4 separate regions of the Mus musculus genome follow, and all the other regions are linked to region 2. Evidence: chromatin contacts called from public ChIA-PET and HiChIP or PLAC-seq data. All regions are on one chromosome and are shown on one strand. The core of a region is the stretch at or near the end of the contact, and the rest is flanking DNA. Distances in the headings are between cores, read along the strand shown.

Region 1 (3,169 bases), core at 421-2,920, 180 kb after region 2:
CTTTGTAGGTAATGAATTTGCTTTTGCCCCGGTGAAGAATCAGGAAGGGGATATGCAAAACTATTTTTTTTTTCCTGAAAGCATCCATACAATAGAAGCTGAAGAACAGCTGGGACTCCTCCCATCTGTGCTGTATCAGGATTTCACTAGGTTTAGACTTTCCTCTCTTTTCCCCTCAGTGCCTTTCAGATATGTAAAACTGCTTCGAAGGCGTTCACTTAATGGAAATAAAGCTTCTTAAAAGCTGTGACTGGGAAATCGGGGTCTCTTGAAAAATCACAAGAAACGTTGCTTAGTACGAATTAGTTTGGGTTGGCTAGGTTATAGTGCAATGAGGAATGTCATACCCTTACACACGTAAGGTTTCTCAATGATTGGCTAGGGTCTTTAGGTTCCCTTGTCATTATTGGCCACACTTGGTGATTCTTTTTATATCCAGAATATTACCGTTAAGTAGAAGTGAAACAAAGGAGCTTATGGAAGCATTCAGAGTGTTTAATAAACCTTCTGCTTGGAAATGACTCTCATAATACGCATTCGTTGGCCAAAGGGAATCATATGGACACAGTTGACCTCATTATGATGCAATGGGAAGGGGTATGGAAATAAGTCATCTTATAGTCCTTATGCTCCAGGTACTTACAAGAATTTCATTCATTATATAGTCTAAATATAGCATCAAATGTAATTACCAAGATACATTTATTAATTTTTACTCTGTGCTAATATAGGTGGCCTTGATTTATGAAAATGGATACAGATGGTGCCTGATTTCCAATGGTTTGTCATGTTGTCTTTCAACTCCATGAGGGTAGGAGGTAATATGCATTTGTTAAAAAGAATGCCTTGAATTTTGATCTTTACTTGAGCTAGCAATATATAGTACTACACTCTCTTAGAGTACTATATCTCTTGATAGATGGTGACAGGGAACTTCATCTCCCGATAGCTGTGCAGTCATAAGGAGAAACCACTGATAAACTGTAATGCACTATGTTGCTGACCCAGCTATACTGAAAGCACTTGAGAGGGTGAGGGAGGAAGGGATCAATTGTAAGAGAATAGGGCATTTTATAAACAAACACTCAAGTCAATTGGGTAACGTTTCTATGTATGAAAATATATCTTATGAGTATGTCTGAGTGTCAGAAAAAGACTAGTCAGATTTATTGAGAACCTGATAAGTTGGCCTTCACTATTTCTCTTAAAATTGACATTCCCTCTCTCCGTTTATCCCTCCACAGACAATCAGACATCATTCCCTGCTCTTTCCAGGAAGTGGTAAGCTTTTCAGCAGTCTGCAACCAGTATAATCCTGCTTCTAATTTTAGGGGTTTAAATCCTGGCTTCAAAGGTCCTCAGGCAGTAGACTGAGGAGATTGCAGGGAGTGGAGAGGATTAGCCTTGGGTAGCTGCATGACAAAGCTGTCTCTTCATTCCAGATAAGAGCGAGAGAGGCTGCGATGGATGATTCCTTTCACATACATCTGTCTTCCAGACCTCTTCATGAACTCAAAGGGCTGAAAATGACTCCCTGACAGTACACCCACTTTTGCATTCTACCGCTTCCTTTCATTTCTGTGCTGGAATGTGAACGGGGTGGGGAATGGGGTCTAATCTTGTGTCCTGATGCACAGTGAAATTTCACCACTGGGATTTTCATCATGGTGTGTCATCATGCAGTCACACCCAGTGACACATCCAGCCACTCCACCCCACCCAGTGGGTGGGAGAATAGCTCCCATATCCTTTCACACTTTGAGGAAAGACCTCAACATTTTTTTTTTTTTTTTTTTACACTGCATACTGGGATGACTCACAGAAGATGTTTTTATCAGCATCCTTCAACTGAGGCACCCTGAGTTTGTGTACTTGAAGTCTGAATGCAAGTCGCTGTGTGCTTTGACAGAAACGCAAGCCCCCTCCTTGAGTGTTGGATTACGTGTGTTTACACTAGTCCTCCCTTGGGATTTCTTTTTTGGGATACTGATTTGGTAAGGAGGAAAATGGCCTTAATTATTTCCTCTCTAAAACTCTGTTAGGCACCTGCATTGAATACAGGTGTTTTGTATTTAATTTACTTAAAGAAACAAAGGGACCAGCAACCAGTACTATTGCCATTTTTTTTCTATTAACTTTATTAAGATGAGAAAGCATGTTTTTGTGGTCTCAAGTAGTGAGAGCAAAAAAAAAATTCCCTTAATATCTACAAAGCTTAATATTCTCTCTCTCTCTCTCTCTCTCTCTCTCTCTCTCTCTCTCTCTCCCTCCTGTCTGTCTCTGTTTTCCTCTCTTTCCTCCCTCAAATTGTTTGTTGTCTATAGCTTTTTCTATAGAGATGGCCCCTGTGAGGTTTCTCCCATCTACGCAAGGATGCCGACTCTTGTTGAAATGTTCAGGTCCTGTTTAGGCAATCATGTTGTTGAGATCTCATAGATATTTTCCCGTCATAGTGAATGTTATCCAATAAAGTGGTCAGCTCAAGACACATATCCATGCAAGGAACACTGCACGGACTCATCAGTGTGTGTGTGTGTGTGTGTGTGTGTGTGTGTGTGTGTGTGTGTGTGTGTATTAACAATGGTTAAAGAACAAGAAGTTGTGAATTAAGAAAGGAGGTTGAACATAGGAGGAGTAGGAGAAAGAAAGTTGTAATGAGATTTATAAAAGACTCTTTTTTTAATGTCTAAAGTAAACACTCACAAGCACATACACTCGCTAAAAGCTCCTGAGGCCAGCAAAGGCTTACAGAGTGAGGGCATCTCACAATGAAATGAAAGCTTAAATCTAAACACTCTAACACTGCATGTGTTCATCTTCCACAGGACATTATACCATGTTAGGACAATGTGTTTAGCTGTCTTTCCTCTGACAAGATAGAGTACAACTCACGAAAGTACGAGAGGGGGTTACTATGTTGTCTTAATTATATCTTTATACACATTAGATGAGAGCATTGCTCTATAGAACACTATTCCTTGGCAAGACACAAACTCTTCAGTGTAATTTTACCTTTGAAGTCCCTTGTGCATATTTTTGAGACAGTTCATTGGAAACTTTACCATTATTTCTACAATTTAGATAATAAAAATATAAAGTGCTTCTCAAATAACTAATTTCAGGAGTCAATTCTAGTCGACTCCATGCTGAAAGTGAAATGTGTTTAATT
Region 2 (3,067 bases), core at 517-3,016:
TATCTGTCTTTCCAGTCATTTGTCATGATGTCACTTTTGAAAGTGAGTTAATAAATTAATTTTTAAAATGAAAATGAAAATAGATAATTAATTAATTGTATGGTACTAAGGACTGAGCCCAGGACCTTGGGCTTGCTAAGAAAGCACTTTGTTAACTGGGCGACCTCCCTGCAGTCATAAGGCCAGTATATGACCTAGAAAATTCGTGATCTTGTGCTTTACTGAATGACATGCTTTAGTGATTGGCACTTTCCCATTAAATAATTTATACAAGTGTTGCAGTTCTGCATTTTCCTAAGTCATATACTCAGATGTTAGTGATGAAAAGCTCTGAAATTCTTTGAAAGGGAACTTACTTGCAATCCCCACTTGCTTTGTAGACAAGAAAAAAAAAAGTCAATGGTAAATAATGTAACTTAGGGCCAGAAACCTGCTTCTCAGAGATTTCGTTTCCAAGATATTGACAGAATGCCTTCACACTCCTAAGCAAAGTTTAAAGATGACATTCCATCAAAGGCAGACTGTTTTCTTTTAAAAGCACCGCAAAAAAAGCCCACGTTGCCTTTTACAGACGAAGATAACAGCTTAACCAAGACAGAAAGTTGTGAGTGGTTGTTTATCGATGGCTATTGCTATTGTAGCAGGACACAGTGTCTACTAACCCCAGGCCTGTTCCAGGGAACTTTATGTTTTCTTCACCAAGAGAAAGCACAGAGCTGGTTCCCTGAATGTCAGGGCACCATCCTCTGCACGGAAAATGGAACAAAGAATCTTGTTTTTTTTTTTTTTTGTTTTGTTTTTTCCATGTGCTTCTGTCTCTTTGTAACTTTGCATTTGTGCCGTGTCCCCATTGTGACCCCATTGTCCTTTCTTTTGTATTTTTAAAAAAATTTAATCTCCCCGAGAGGCTATCAAGTTCTAATTGATTTCATAAGGCAGTGAAATAACAAAAAATGTTATTATTTTTTTTTTCTTGAGGGATTTGGAGCCCTGTAAAAAGTGCTTTCTGGTTTTGTGACCCCTTTCATTTCTATTTCGCCATTCAAAATATAAGAATAACAAAAAAAAGTTTCTTTGGAAGGTTATTAGTGGATTATACAAAATATGGTCTGAGAAAGTGCGAGTTTTTTTCCCGTCTCTAGAAATGCATGTTTTTTTGCACGTGCAATCTGCATTGCTTTAATCTCAGCTCTTGATGGCTCGTTGCTGAATATCTGCTCAGGTTTTCATTCTCCCCATCGATGCTCACTCTTAATGGAGTCTGTTTTTCGCTCTTACTCTGTATTCTATTTACCATTTTCTCCAAGAACGTTTTTCCAATTCCCTTTTGCTGGGGAATAAGTTAAAAGTGCCACAGAGTTCATTTAAGAAGCAATAAAGGAGTTAGTCAGCAAATGAAAGAATAGTAAAATAAAGAGACTCATTTAAACTGCTTACAATCTTGCAAAGAAAGATAAAAAACCAATTTGACAGATCATGGAATTTGAAGCAATAAAACTTGGAAGCTGCCACTCATATTAGCTTGGACCCCACCTAGAAGCCCTTTGGACGAGTGTGAATGGAATGTGCCCGTTGACTCAATCCGGGCGGGCGAGCGTGAGGGACTTTTAGTGTGTCTCTTCCTGTACTTTGCTGATTTCCCTGGGACATTCGCTTAGGAGGGCAAGCTGGATTCTATGGTAACCAGAGAACTACACTGACCCTGTTGCCAGGAAAGGTATGAAACACAAAACCAAAACAAAGCAGGCAGGAAGGAAGGGGCTTCCCCCTACGGCTGACTCGAGAGATGTCAGAGGAAACATAAAAACACAACTGTGAAGCGCCAGCACAGTGTTTTCATATTTATAGAGAAGTGACTCGGGTAAAGCAAGAACTAGTATATGGTAAAAACAGCCGGTCCCCTCCCTCAGCACGGAGGGCTGTTTTTTATCCCACAAGCAAACATTTCCATGCCACTGTTGAATAGCTAGGATTTATGGAGAACTGATTTTATCCTAGGGACTTCTGTTTAATTCACAGTCCCCTTTAAAGGTAATCTTCATTTTGTCTTCTAGGTTCATCTGAATTCAATTTAGTTAATTAATCTCAGTATCGCCATACAAAGACCGGTAGTGGTCCATCCGCAGCTTGGTCCAGAGAAATCTCTTTGATAGCTCTTTAAATACTTGCAATTGTGCAACAAATAGCAGTAGTACTCCGTATCTGTTGGCTTGTGGAATGAGGTTAGGAGCATGCTCTGTTCACTGGTCCAACCCAGGAACCTAGTTCAATTCCTGACCCGTTGTACCTAAAGAGACATCTGTAGAATGGCTGACATTTCAGGAGTCTGGGCTTCAGGGAAGTGGTTCCTTTTCCATTGTTTCTAACTTGTAGCAGCAAGGCCAGAGGTCTGTCACTAGCTACTGCCTGGGAGGTTGTTTTTGCCAAGAATTTGGAGTACATAGACACGCCCACTTTTGGCTATCAATCACAATCCAGTATTTTAAAAGAGAGAAATCAAGTTTTCGTTCCATTTTAAGAGGTTGCCTAGGCACACACAGTCATGCAAATAGGTCATGTTAATTTTTGAAGTGACGACATTAAGAACCGGGCAGGACCAGTTTCCTAAGTTTTACCTGCATACTGGTTAGACAAAGATCCTTCAAATCTTCTATTCCATATTAAGTGTTCATAAAATTATTACTTTCTCTCCCTTTTCAGTTTAACAATGAGCTCTTTGTAGTCAACAGAATTCTCCTTTCTCCATCCTCCCACCTTAGATCCTAGTTTTCATTGCAAGAGCTTAAGGAATGCATGTTAAATGAGTTATAGTGCCATCATTTTTATGATGTTGGGCTGGGCAATGTTCTTCACTCTTTTGTATGTGACATTATAGTCTAGATTAGGCTGTAGTAACCACCTTAAACTTTCTTTTACATTCCTGGTCCCCTAAAGTGCTTCGCTTTGTACCATCACATAGGGATTACTGCCTTGTGATGATGGCATTAAATATCCAGGTTTCAGGGGTTCTAATAGCAAGAGATTAGAAGGAAGGCAAGCACAACTCAAGCTAAGAAAGCATTGGTCC
Region 3 (2,999 bases), core at 89-2,588, 190 kb before region 2:
CTATTTTATACTTTGAAGGTACTGATCTAGAATACTGTGTGATATTTGAGTACAGTATCTTCCATCTCTTTGAATAGAGCTATTTTCCATTTTGAAAAAGGATACTGTTTTTGAAAAGTCCGGGTCACTTGTCATAGAGAGAGTCCTAAATTCTGTTTGTTTGATTGCTTCTTCAGAATTAGATTTAGGTTAAAGTCTTTTCAGTGTTTTGGGCAGTAATAGCACACAGGTGAATGTCAGGTTATGGTCCTGTGTTGAGGGACTGAACATTTAACTTCATCAAGGCGAGAAGTTCAAGATTCTTCATTGTGGGACCACACTTTCTCATCTTAGGTTAATGTGTTTTGTGGAGTGTTTCTGAGCCTAAAACATCAGCATCCAGGGAGGATCTTTACCTGGATTTGTTACTTCAGCGGTGGGTGCCAAATCCCCATTATCTCTCCTTGTTTCTGTTGTGCCAGGATCTTACACCCCTGGGACTCTGCAGTTGTAAAAGATGCAGGAAGCCAACTATGGAGTTAGATGCAGGTGAAGGAATGGCTCAGGTGATGCCAGGGTCCACCAGTGCTAGGCAGGGCATGTAATGGTGAAGCAAATCTGCTACTCTGGTGACAGTGAGTTTCAATTCTGTCACTTTGGGTGGAGACAGTTTCCATAGCTTAGCTTTTCTTTCTTTCTGTTTTTAAAAGTGTTTTTAGGGGAAGAACAAAAGGATTAAACCAACACAACCTCTTTAGCACCGTTTTCTCTCCTTTTTGCTCCCTTTCCCTCCCCTCTCATTCCCTGATCTTTCATCAAAGGCACTAAATGTATGTTTAAAAATTTTCTCCAAGTTTTTTACTCTTTCATCTATCTCTTCTAATCGACCAGTTCTTAACATTGTTTTCTTCTGGCACAATTGTCCTGCTGGCTTTTCTTGGTAGAACAAGGACTTGAGGAAGTTGGAAGCAGTTTTTCACTTTGATTTTCTTTTTTTTTTTTTTTCTTTTTAGGAAGTAACTTTTAGTTATGACATATATGGTCCCAGCTCAGCTCTTCACATCAGAAAATACATAGTTTTGGAAAAAAATAATATATTTTAAGAGTTATCACAGTATTTTTCTCCAGTAATTGTCAGCATCCCAGCTGTACCCTGTTTTTTTTTAAAAAAAAAAAGCATTGTTCTGCCAGCTACATACATTCTTTTACTAAAGCTGAAAAATGGAAAGCTCTCTCTCTCTCTCTCTCTCTCTCTCTCTCTCTCTCTCTCTTTCCTGGTAGTGTCTAACCACATATCTGAACTCTGGTTTCACATAGGCAGTTGTTGATGCTCAGCAGATACATGTTATGTACAAAAGTCATGCTGCCAGGGTATGGAAATTAGGGTGAGGACCTCTGAGAAGGTGTCTACTTAACTCGCCAGTCATCTAGTTTCTATGGTAACGATGACAAACAACTGGGCGTAGTGGAACACCCTGTAAACCAGAACTGGGGAGGCAGAGGCAAGATGATTGCAAATTTGAGGTCAACCCAGGATTACATAAAAAGTTCCAGGCTAGCCTGAGCTACAAGATAAGACCCTATGAAAAACAAAAAACCCAAATAAACAAATAACAACATATGCTCTCTCTCTCTCTCTCACACACACACACACACCAATAAATGTGAAAAAGAAATAAAATTTAAAAAGTGAACCCTGGCAATGATACACACACACACAGAGAGAGAGAGAGAGAGAGAGAGAGAGAGAGAGAGAGAGAGAGAAGAGAGAGAGAGAAACAGACAGGCAGACAAACAGACACAGAGAGAGATAGAGAGAGTCAGTATATGTGTGTATGTATGGACATCAGAAGATCATGGTCAGTTGGTCAGGTTTGGTGGCATCTTTGCCTGTTGAGACATCTCTGGCCACTCACTTTATTATTTAAAGAAATAGTTCCCCCTCCCCACACCCAGTGCAGTGTATTTACAAAATAGTCTTTTTAAAAAAAATCCTACAACCTCCAAATGTACTCTTAACAGTTCTGTCTAAATAATTTATAACCCAAAATTATAATAATGCTATAGAATATGATATAGTTTTTACATTGAAAGGTGTCGTTTTGTGATCTGATAAACTTTCAATTCAACTCTTTGCACAAAGTTTAGAGAATAAAGTGGTGCGGAAGGATAGGAGACGGTCTCCCTCAGTACATTCCACAGCATTGCTTGTCAGAGTGTTTCAAGGGTTAGGAAGGAGATGAGCCCTTTCTCAGAGATGTACTTGACCCTGTGTCTGCCTTGTTTTTCCGGGTAAAGGACACTAGTTTAATCCCTACAATCCTTCCGCGGCTTGACATAGAGTATATCACACAGGGTAGGTGAGGTTTGAAGATCCTTCTAAAACCTACTTAATATTAACCAGGAGTTTTATAATCCTAATTGCCTGTAAACATTATTTCTTCTATGTATTAAACTAACGCAACATGAAGCATGTATTTAAATAGCAAAACATCTTGAAAACAGTGACCCTTATGCTCCATAGAGGTCACTTCTGAAATTAAAATTTAGTGACTCTATGCTGGATGTTAAGGCTTACATCAAATGATTTTTAAAGGTGGTTTCAACTTTAAAATAATAAAAGTCCAGCTGTTAGTAAAATCTTATTTTCAACATTAAATATGATAGCATGTGGTAAATATATAAGTAAAAACTAAATATGTGGTTGTCTAATATGAATGTAATTTTAAGAGTAATTAAAATGAATTTTAGTTTTAAAATGACATTTTATTTTATGCTGAAAAATAACATTTAGAATTGAAAATTTACTATTTTATTATATCCAAAATGTTTAATGGATTTATGATTCAGATGTTTTGATTATAAGTTTTGAGAATTTACTTAGTGTTTTGAAGTTAAAACAAGAGCTCAGTGGTACATGTCTAATTTTGGCATTCAGGAGGCTGAGGCAGAAAGACCTTGGGTATAAGGATAATCTGGCTGTATATTGACAATCTGCTTCGGGCTGGAGAGATGGCTCA
Region 4 (2,836 bases), core at 91-2,590, 210 kb before region 2:
TAAGATAAAAGAATAGAAAATAGAGAACTCCCGTTTAGGACAAATGCTTGAGCAATGTATAACACACACACACACACACACACACACTGAAAATTTTATACATATAAAACTTTCTATTGTATATGCACATGGTTCCTATAAACACTGTAACCGACTTAACTCTACAGATATGGGTAAAAACATATTTTGGATTTGGCATTAAATATCTACTGAAGCTAAAATTGTCACATTTAATCAATTGCCATTAATCCAGACAACTAGAACGTATTGATCTAGGAAGGAGCCCAATGGCAAAACCATTTTCCAAAAAGAGACAAAGTCTTTGTAGGAGAAACACAAGGTGCGACTCCATCAGCAGCAAATAAAAATAGTGGAGCCCCCAAAGGGCCTGTGCAGTAAGATGAAATGATTGAAAACTCCAAGCTCTCTTTCGGTTTGGGCAAGTTCTTGGTCAACATTCAAGAGGTTTATTTCTGGAGGTGTTCTGTTTCTTCCTTGCTGCTGGTGTTGTTTTAAAGAGCAGGTACTTTCCTGCAACCCAGGCTCCTTCTTCCTGTTGCTTCATCCCAGCCTCATTTCTGCAGAGATCTTGAGTCTCCTTCTCATGCTATACAGTTGAAGGATAGTTGACAGTATGAATTCTAGGGATCCAACTAGTGAGGGACATAGTTTTAATTAGCAAGCAGTCACTCCTCTGGTGGGTCTCAAATAATAGAACATTTAGGAACTTACTCCACTGATGTGTTTAATTCTTTCGTTCCAAAATAGCTCAATTCTTATGTTACCATGGAATGACTTTTCATTGTGCAAACATTTCTCTTGTCTGTTTGGTTCCTCCTCCTAAAAAGGGATGTGTAGCAATTGCCCAGTTCACATTATTGTGGTGGTGATGGTGACTCAGGACATTGAAAGACATGTGACTTTCGGACTTTTCCCCCCCATGTCATTTTCCACTATAGTTCACGTAGTGCATGCACTAATTGCAGGCATCTCATGTAATAATTTGTAAAGTTTTCCATGACTGCAGAGATGCCCAGACTTTTAATACTCTATGTGGACAAAAGTCCATTTTCCTCTGTTGTTGCTTCCTTGTTTGGCTGCCAAGCTTGCTGATAGCAACCTAATGAGCAGAGAGTAAACTATTATTGCTTTAATTGGTCTCCACTGCTAACTCTTAGGAGGCTTTTAGAAATGCATTTATTATATAATTAAGAGATTTGTGATTCCTTTTAAGTTATCGGCCATAAAAGGCCTGGTTTAATATCATAATTACAGTCACTTCTCTTGTTGCTCTGGGTCAGCAGTCTAGTCTCACCCTTAGAGATTGGTTTTTCAAAGTCAAGTTGTTCCTGTTAGAGCGTTTCATTCACAACCCAACTTCCGGTGCGCTTCTCATTTGTAAAAACCACAACCTCACCAATTCCACGAAGATTAAAATCACCGGTCTGTTTGTGTCCGTTTCTCATTTACTACTCTGATTCTCACATCTATGGCTTTAGAGATGCTCCACTTTAATACTCAAAGCTGTAGCTTGGTAATTTAGGCCACGGTAAAGTATATGCTAGGGAAATGTTCTGAGTTTAAAATATGGACCTGACAAAGAGAACATTTTTAGATGTCAAGAAAGTTTTCTTCTATTGTGTTTGTTGCATATCTATTGTGTCTAAGCCTTTATTCTGAACCCTCTTGCCCTTGCTTTCTGACTACTTTATGTTTTGTTTTTCTTGAGCATGGCTGGATTCTTCCTTGGTGCTTGTGTAAGGTGGTCTACCTCCCTTGTCAACAGGCCCGCTTACAGTTTGGAATCTTGGATTGCCGCGTCTTAACTCTATCTCTCTACTCTGACAGCACAGAACTTGATCATAGTAGGTAAATACAGTTGATGTTCTTTGTTACTTGATGGGGAATTAGCTAGTGAAAGATTTAAAGTAGTGGTGTAAGAACTGGGCTTGGCAGGGCTCCCAGTGGAGGAGCTAGAGAAAGTACCCAAGGAGCTAAAGGGATCTGCAACCCTATAGGTGGAACAACATTATGAACTAACCAGTACCCTGGAGCTCTTGACTCTAGCTGCATATGTATCAAAAGATGGCCTAGTCGGCCATCACTGCAAAGAGAGGCCCATTGGACACGCAAACTTTATATGCTCCAGTACAGGGGAATGCCAGGGCCAAAAAGGGGGAGTGGGTGGGTAGGGGAGTGGGGGTGGGTGGATATGGGGGACTTTTGGTATAGCATTGGAAATGTAAATGAGCTAAATACCTAATTTAAAAAAAAAAAAAAAAAGAACTGGGCTTGGTGGCTCATACTTGTAATCCCAGGATGAGATGGAGGCAGGAGGATCACTATGAGTTAGAGGTTAGTCTAGGCTACACATTGAGACACTCTGTCTCAATAGAACTCTCTCAAACCATCTGATTAAACCCTATTGGTGGTAAAAATATTCATGCTACTAACACTGGTAACATTGTGAAGGCTAGAAATGCCAGTTATCTTATTGGTACCATGGCCCCTCCCCTGTGATACTTAGAACTTGGAATTAGACTCTCCTTTGTTTTCCTTTCTAATGTTATATTATAGATCATTCCGATTTCAGTTTTAAGTAAAATGAACGTGACTTATAAAGCCACTTCTATAATCAATGAAAAATTGTGTTGACAGTTTCCTATTATTAATTTACTAGTGGTAACCTTGATTTTGTTTAAAGAATTTGTTCCATTGTTCACACTAGGTTGGATAGCAACTAAACTGGTCGAGAGACAGATAAATCTATGTTACTGTAGCACTTTCTTTTCCTTTCAATATAAATATTTAATTGTGTCATGAGAAATCCTCATGA

What was found. ChIA-PET counts read pairs in DNA pulled down with a chosen protein or histone mark. HiChIP or PLAC-seq counts read pairs in DNA pulled down with a chosen protein or histone mark.
Region 1: a FOXA1 HiChIP or PLAC-seq map of pancreatic cancer cells shows a contact between it and region 2. The contact joins two enhancer-like sites. A contact is called at or near these places in 6 of 484 Hi-C or Micro-C datasets (CD4 T cells, embryonic fibroblasts, myocytes and 3 more) and 2 of 115 datasets of contacts at active chromatin or transcription factors (fibro-adipogenic progenitors and pancreatic cancer cells).
Region 3: an RNA polymerase II ChIA-PET map of memory CD8 T cells shows a contact between it and region 2, with 203 read pairs. The contact joins two enhancer-like sites. A contact is called at or near these places in 2 of 484 Hi-C or Micro-C datasets (CD4 T cells and CD8 T cells), 3 of 115 datasets of contacts at active chromatin or transcription factors (effector CD8 T cells, memory CD8 T cells and pancreatic cancer cells) and 1 of 9 other capture datasets (embryonic stem cells).
Region 4: an RNA polymerase II ChIA-PET map of memory CD8 T cells shows a contact between it and region 2, with 164 read pairs. The contact joins two enhancer-like sites. A contact is called at or near these places in 8 of 39 promoter capture datasets (the 3T3-L1 cell line, 3T3-L1-derived adipocytes, the HPC-7 cell line and 4 more), 4 of 484 Hi-C or Micro-C datasets (CD8 T cells, granulosa cells and uterus), 2 of 115 datasets of contacts at active chromatin or transcription factors (effector CD8 T cells and memory CD8 T cells) and 1 of 9 other capture datasets (embryonic stem cells).

The regions. Positions count from the first base shown.
Region 1 is chr10:98,507,177-98,510,345 of GRCm38.p6, reverse strand. No RefSeq gene overlaps it. Among named protein-coding and RNA genes, the nearest start is that of Gm34297, 29 kb to the left of the region's middle. Within about 2 kb of position 1,670, at least 61 of the 459 cell types and tissues checked have an H3K27ac peak or open chromatin away from gene starts, as enhancers often do. A contact at or near this core is called in pancreatic cancer cells, where this site is marked.
Region 2 is chr10:98,683,025-98,686,091 of GRCm38.p6, reverse strand. No RefSeq gene overlaps it. Among named protein-coding and RNA genes, the nearest start is that of Gm40750, 120 kb to the left of the region's middle. Within about 2 kb of position 1,766, at least 156 of the 459 cell types and tissues checked have an H3K27ac peak or open chromatin away from gene starts, as enhancers often do. A contact at or near this core is called in CD8 T cells, effector CD8 T cells, memory CD8 T cells and 1 more, where this site is marked.
Region 3 is chr10:98,876,435-98,879,433 of GRCm38.p6, reverse strand. The region is part of intron 2 of Gm34346 (a long non-coding RNA gene); the gene reads left to right. Among named protein-coding and RNA genes, the nearest start is that of Gm34346, 4.8 kb to the left of the region's middle. Within about 2 kb of position 1,338, at least 49 of the 459 cell types and tissues checked have an H3K27ac peak or open chromatin away from gene starts, as enhancers often do. A contact at or near this core is called in CD8 T cells, effector CD8 T cells and memory CD8 T cells, where this site is marked.
Region 4 is chr10:98,896,260-98,899,095 of GRCm38.p6, reverse strand. No RefSeq gene overlaps it. Among named protein-coding and RNA genes, the nearest start is that of Gm34346, 15 kb to the right of the region's middle. Within about 2 kb of position 1,340, at least 62 of the 459 cell types and tissues checked have an H3K27ac peak or open chromatin away from gene starts, as enhancers often do. A contact at or near this core is called in CD8 T cells, effector CD8 T cells and memory CD8 T cells, where this site is marked.